2 separate regions of the Gossypium arboreum genome follow, and region 1 is linked to region 2. The links are chromatin contacts, called in public Hi-C maps. All regions are on one chromosome and are shown on one strand. The core of a region is the stretch at or near the end of the contact, and the rest is flanking DNA. Distances in the headings are between cores, read along the strand shown.

What was found. A called contact is a pair of places that touch in the nucleus more often than the background predicts.
Region 1: a Hi-C map of leaf shows a contact between it and region 2, with 2.6 times the contacts expected there. The contact joins the promoter of LOC108450785 here to the enhancer-like site in region 2. A contact is called at or near these places in 2 of 5 Hi-C or Micro-C datasets (both in leaf).

Annotation. Positions count from the first base shown.
Region 1 is chr11:31,688,804-31,691,671 of ASM2569848v2, forward strand. It overlaps LOC108450785, which reads right to left and starts at 1,415. Exons shown (of 6, transcript XM_017748551.2): 1 at 1,073-1,415; 2 at 278-522; 3 at 1-188. The coding sequence starts at 1,213.
Region 2 is chr11:31,334,820-31,337,584 of ASM2569848v2, forward strand. No RefSeq gene overlaps it. Among protein-coding and RNA genes, the nearest start is that of LOC128284638, 50 kb to the right of the region's middle. Within about 2 kb of position 1,337, at least 1 of the 2 cell types and tissues checked has an H3K27ac peak or open chromatin away from gene starts, as enhancers often do. A contact at or near this core is called in leaf, where this site is marked.

The DNA of each region.
Region 1 (2,868 bases), core at 165-2,664, 350 kb after region 2:
ACTTGTAAACTCTATCTAAAGTCTGCATAATTGTTGAAATGTTTTTCCTCCTATCCATTGCACAGAATATCTCCCCATTTGAGCTTATATTAATATGACTATTTAGCAAAGTCTCAAACCATCCACTTCCTGACCTTTGCATCGACAATATGGCAAAGAATCGTACCGGATTTTGTATGCATTCACCCCTACCAAAGTATTAAAAACCAAAATCTTAAGATAATTTAACTAAAAAGAAGAGAAAAAAAAAACTCCAAATGGAAGTATACATGTTTACCTGCTAAAAGTTTGAGGCTTAGGGTAATGCAAGGTAGGAATTCGAGCTTCTAATTGTACAAGAATGTTCCTATCTGGAGATGGACTCTCAATGAGTTGGAGGTTCTGAGTTTTGATCTTGCTAACTGTATTTATCTGCCTTAAACAGACTGTACAGATATAAATACCACACACAATACCAAACAATAAAACTATTGTCCTTAAGAACACTGGAGACTTCTTGGGAGACTTTACAATTACTGTCTCCTGCATAGAAAAGGAGGAAAAATATTAAGATTTTGACATACAAGCAAACACTTTTAGTAGCAAAGTAAAGAGGAATTGTTCTGAGATATATTTCAAACTGGTGTAACTAGGCAAGCTAAAAAAAAGTAAAGGTGCCCTCTGTAAAAGAAAAAGGGAAATAGAAGAGAAAGTTAAAACTTAAAACCCATTTTAATAGTTTGATCAGAGTCCTAAAACAGAAACAAAAAAAATAATACAATGTTGGTTCAAGAACAAGTGGAGAAAAACCCAGATCCAAACATGCAAACACAAATTATCCTTCAAACCCAGCAATATATTGTTTACAAAGACGGAACTACTAACTTAACAAAATGAAAATGTTTGAGCAGGGAATCAAGGAAAATCAAAATACTTTTTCTCGAAAAATTTGAGCTTTGGCATCATTCGACACAATCCAGGGCCATTCAACAGAAATTTGAGTCATTTTTAAGCGTCACAAAAGAAAACCAAGTACAAACCCAGCAAAGAAAAGAACCCAGACAGCAAAATGAAGTGAAAAAATAAAGGGTACCTTGTGAAACAAACAGACGTATTCAGCCATAGATGTGTTTGGCAGAAGGTGAAGCAACCCCAGAAAGTAAAAATGAAAACAAGAGATTAAAGTGTGTAAATATATATATTCACAAAGCCGAAGAAAAAGAGGAGGCTTCATTGGAATTATCCATATTGTATTTGCCTTTGTTTTCTCAGCTGCTATTAAAACAATGCCAAGAAGGGGGCTAAAACCAAAGAAAGGAAGAAGAAGTAGCCAAAGAGGAGGCAAAATCCTTGTGAAGTAAACAGTGGAGCAAAGTTGAGCCTTCTATTTTCCTCTTTTGCCTCGTGGAAAACTATGACACGAAAGGAAAACAAATATATAAGCCTTGTTTTCTTAGTGTTTTTTAAATGAATCTAAAATCATATATTTTTGTTGTTTATGATTGGTACAGCTATGTACATTAGTTTGTGCAAAAACGCCAAAGAGCTAGTCAAGGTAAAGGCGGCCCTGGCCCTATTTCACAAATCTAAAAGCGTACGGCCGTGTCAAGTGGAAGGAAGGAAGGAAGTGATTGCTTCTTCTTTTATGAACTAATTACTCAAATCTCAAACCAAATTTAACCCAGCGACGATTTTGTGGATAAAACAAATATAGAAATTGTCTTCATCAAACCATGCATCACATTCTTCTTATACCACCAAGATTTCATTTCATTCATGATTAATTTTCCGATTTATTAAATTTTAGTTCAATAGACATTATTGTATATTCATATCATTGTTACATATTTAAAGTACATAATATTTTTAATTTAAGAATTTGAAGTATGAATAATAATAAGAATTATATTTTAAAAAATTTGATTCAAATTTCAAATTATAAAGTTGATTTGTTATAGTTTTTGAATCATTTTGAATAAATAATTTAAATAGTTTATTATAATTCAATATTTTTGTGTGCACAATTTTGAAACTTAACTATTGAATATAATCGTAGGTACTACTTTTAAAGAATCAAATAAATTAGTGTAGCTTTTCGAGTTAAAGCCAAAACAATTTTTTTAAAAAAATTCTCAATTTTCTTGATTGCTAAGAGTAATATACTTATTATAATAGTTAAAAATTGTGATATTGTGATTAGTGTGAATTTTTCTAGATTAACTCTGTTTTTGATAAATCATTATTTAACTCTTAATAAAGTTTCAATTAATTCAAATTTTAATTGAATAAAATAATTATCTAAATTGAAAAAAGAAGAAGTTGATTTTATTTTTAAAAAAATATTCAAAATATTTTGTTAAAAAAGAAATATTCCTTTTAGAAAATGAAAATTTCAAATTATTATATTAATTTTTTTTCAAAACTATCAAAAATAATATAAATATCATATTAGTAAGATTAAAATTATGAAATAAATCATTTTTAAAAATTAAATATTTTATTAACAATATAAATATATTCCATACTTTATTTTTATTAACATAACAGACAGTTTTATAATGGAACTATATACTAAACATTTTCAATTTATCAAACAAGACTTAGTTATTAGCTATAATTTTCACTTAAAATTGTGCCTATGATTTTTCTATTTTTTAGTTAAGACCCAAATTGTGACATTTTTACTTCACTTGGAACAAATTTGTTCAACTTTCATAAAATGTCAAATTAAATTAAATAGATAAAATGAATTTAACAGTGTCACCCTCTTCATAGATAAGTAGAAGACAATGGAGAAGGGGTGAAATTGAAAATGAAGGGGGTGTTCCAATGTAGTAGTGTAAAATAATGAGATTAGCATTTATGGGAAATAAATGCTTCAAGGAATCT
Region 2 (2,765 bases), core at 87-2,586:
AGCTACCACATCATGTCCATCATGTCACAAACTTCATAGCTTCTTGCCATCATTCATCTACTACATGACCTCTCCTGATTTGTCACATTGTAGCAGGAGCTTATAACCCTACTTACTAACCTGTAAAATAGGAGTACTATTTGCTAAGTCCATTGCCTACAAAAGGATCCTTCTTCTCTCCAAAAGACCAATCACCCATTCTCTCTAAAGAGCTCCTCTTTGCGGCTCTTAATGGCTCCATCACTATATGAGATACTTATAACCAGCAACCATAAATCTTTTATAAACACTTGTTTCATTGTTTATATTTTTCTTTGCCTCATCTTATAATAAGAACAAAATTGAAGAATTTTTTTAAAATAAATCAAATTTGAAATTAAGCTAGTTGAATCTAGATTAGATAAAGCTTTAATTTCCAACACATAAATAGGTCTTAGATTGATTACTAACATTTGATCACTAACATGGAATTAATATATTGGTATACCATAAAAAATTAGGTTTTAATTTCATTTTAATCCAACTCCTTTATTGAAAGAGAAATGATGATGGATTTGGTTTGTAAAATTTAAAATAAAAATAAATTTTATATTTTATAAAAGAGACATTTGTTTCATCTAGAAGAAACAACCGTTGAGATTTGAAATTTAAACGTATTAAATATAATCTGTTAAAGATAATAAATAAATTGAACTAAGTTTGGGATTAAAGCAAATATTACCCTTTAACATTTAGTTTGGGATAAGCATGGCGGAAAAAATATTGCATTGAAAGGGATAAAAGGATATATATATATATATGATCTGTATTAAAATTTTATGGTTGCTTTTTTAATAATATTTTTTCATAATTTTGTTCTTTCTTGATAAATGTGGTGTATCTTATCACTATACTCAAAATTTATTAATTAAAATAATAATATTTTAATTAAGCTGAATTCTTTAAAAGAAAAATTGAAATACAATTTATTATTATCACCTTTTCTTTATGAAAATTTCAATACTTAAGTACAAACTTGAAAATAATTTTTTCACACATAAAACTTAAATCAAAATACCCAAAATCTCAAAGTTTGTGAACTCATTTTTAGCAAAAAGTACAATGGGAATTATTCATTAAAAAGACTATCACATCCTTGGGATTTCAGCACGCCATTAGCTTCAAGACATAATAGATAAAACAACAAATAATAATAAAATGAATAGGATTAAACCCCCAGCATTCAGAGCCAAAAACCAAGCAACTAAAGTCTAAAACTAATAAAAGAGAAACTCACTTTAAATAATGTATAGAAGATGGTCCCAAGCCCCCCAAGGTGCCACTCCATTTCTAATTGTTCTTTTCAATGCTTCCAAACAAGGGGACTCCATTGCAAAAAAGTGGAACATATGCTGAAGTTTGATGCAATCTATGAAAAAAAAGGCAAAAGCAGATCCGAATAATAGTAATGAAAATAAAAAAAGAGAACAAGAAGGCATTTGTTTGGGGTCTATTTTATGTTGTGAGGCTAGAAACGATTGGTTCTTAAATATCTCCGACAAATTTTATTTATTTTTATATTGCTTTTGTAACGAACGAAGGATCTTGAAATGGGAAATGCCAAACGAGGCTTTAAAACATGAAATATCTATCGAATCTTTGATTTAAAAACCAAAACAAGCCATAGAGCCAGAAAAAACTTTGTAGAAAACAATTTCACATGCATGACATTGTATAGATGAGATGACCAATTGTCTTTTGAGAAAATTCGATGCCAGATTGTACTGGGTACAAAATAACATTTTATTAAAAGGATCTTTGGCATTACTTTTTGCAGGTTTTCATCTTTTGATTAAAAAGAAACAATCAGTCACTGTCCCAATTGGCTGTAGACGTGGTCCAAATAGGCACGTAGAAAACTGAACCACCAGGGACAGGTACCATGCACTAGGCCCGGACCAGCTAACAGACTGCTAGCACCATTAGCAAGCAAGCCATAAATTTGGAATGATTGTGCGCTTGCATTTTGTTGGTTGAATTTGCTGATCATGGAACTTTCCAATCACAGTTTGGGTTTAAACCCAAAAACAAAAAGAGGGTCCCGGAAAGTCCCAATAAATGAAGGGTTTGATTCACGGTCATGGCGTCCTTGTGTAGCTCCATTGCCGGCTCTAGAGAAGAATACTCTCCTGTGATGTCCACATCATTCTCTCAAAAAAGTGAAAAATACACCTTATCTCCATCCATGCAATGCTCAGAATTATTTATAACGAGAAAGCTACAACATTCGGACAGTTATAGCTGACTAGCATGCTTTGGGTAATGATGTTGAAAATCAGTATTGAAGTAGCCCCTTGGATGACAACATATGCTGGCCGATCTAGCATTGCAGTCCAAAGTCTTGGCAACAGTCTGGGCCACATAATTTAGATAGAGGAAAACACTGCCCCAGTGGCCAAAACTTCAGCTTCTACACCACCTGTATACCTTAATTTTAATCCAAGTACATACCTCATTGTTTGTAGAAGTACCTCTCATTCGGTACCATGATATGCAATAATCCATCCTTACATTTACTTGTTATACCAACATAGAAATCAGAACTAAACCCCCCATCCCCAAAAAAACCAAAGTTCCAAATTCTAAGAACATTCGACTGGCGCATAATATTTGGATAACAAATTATTATTAACCCCTCACCAATAATACCCAATACACATTAGGCGGTAGGATTAATAAAAAGATTGGAGGTAATGTCCCATCGGACTAAAGACACATGTTCCAGA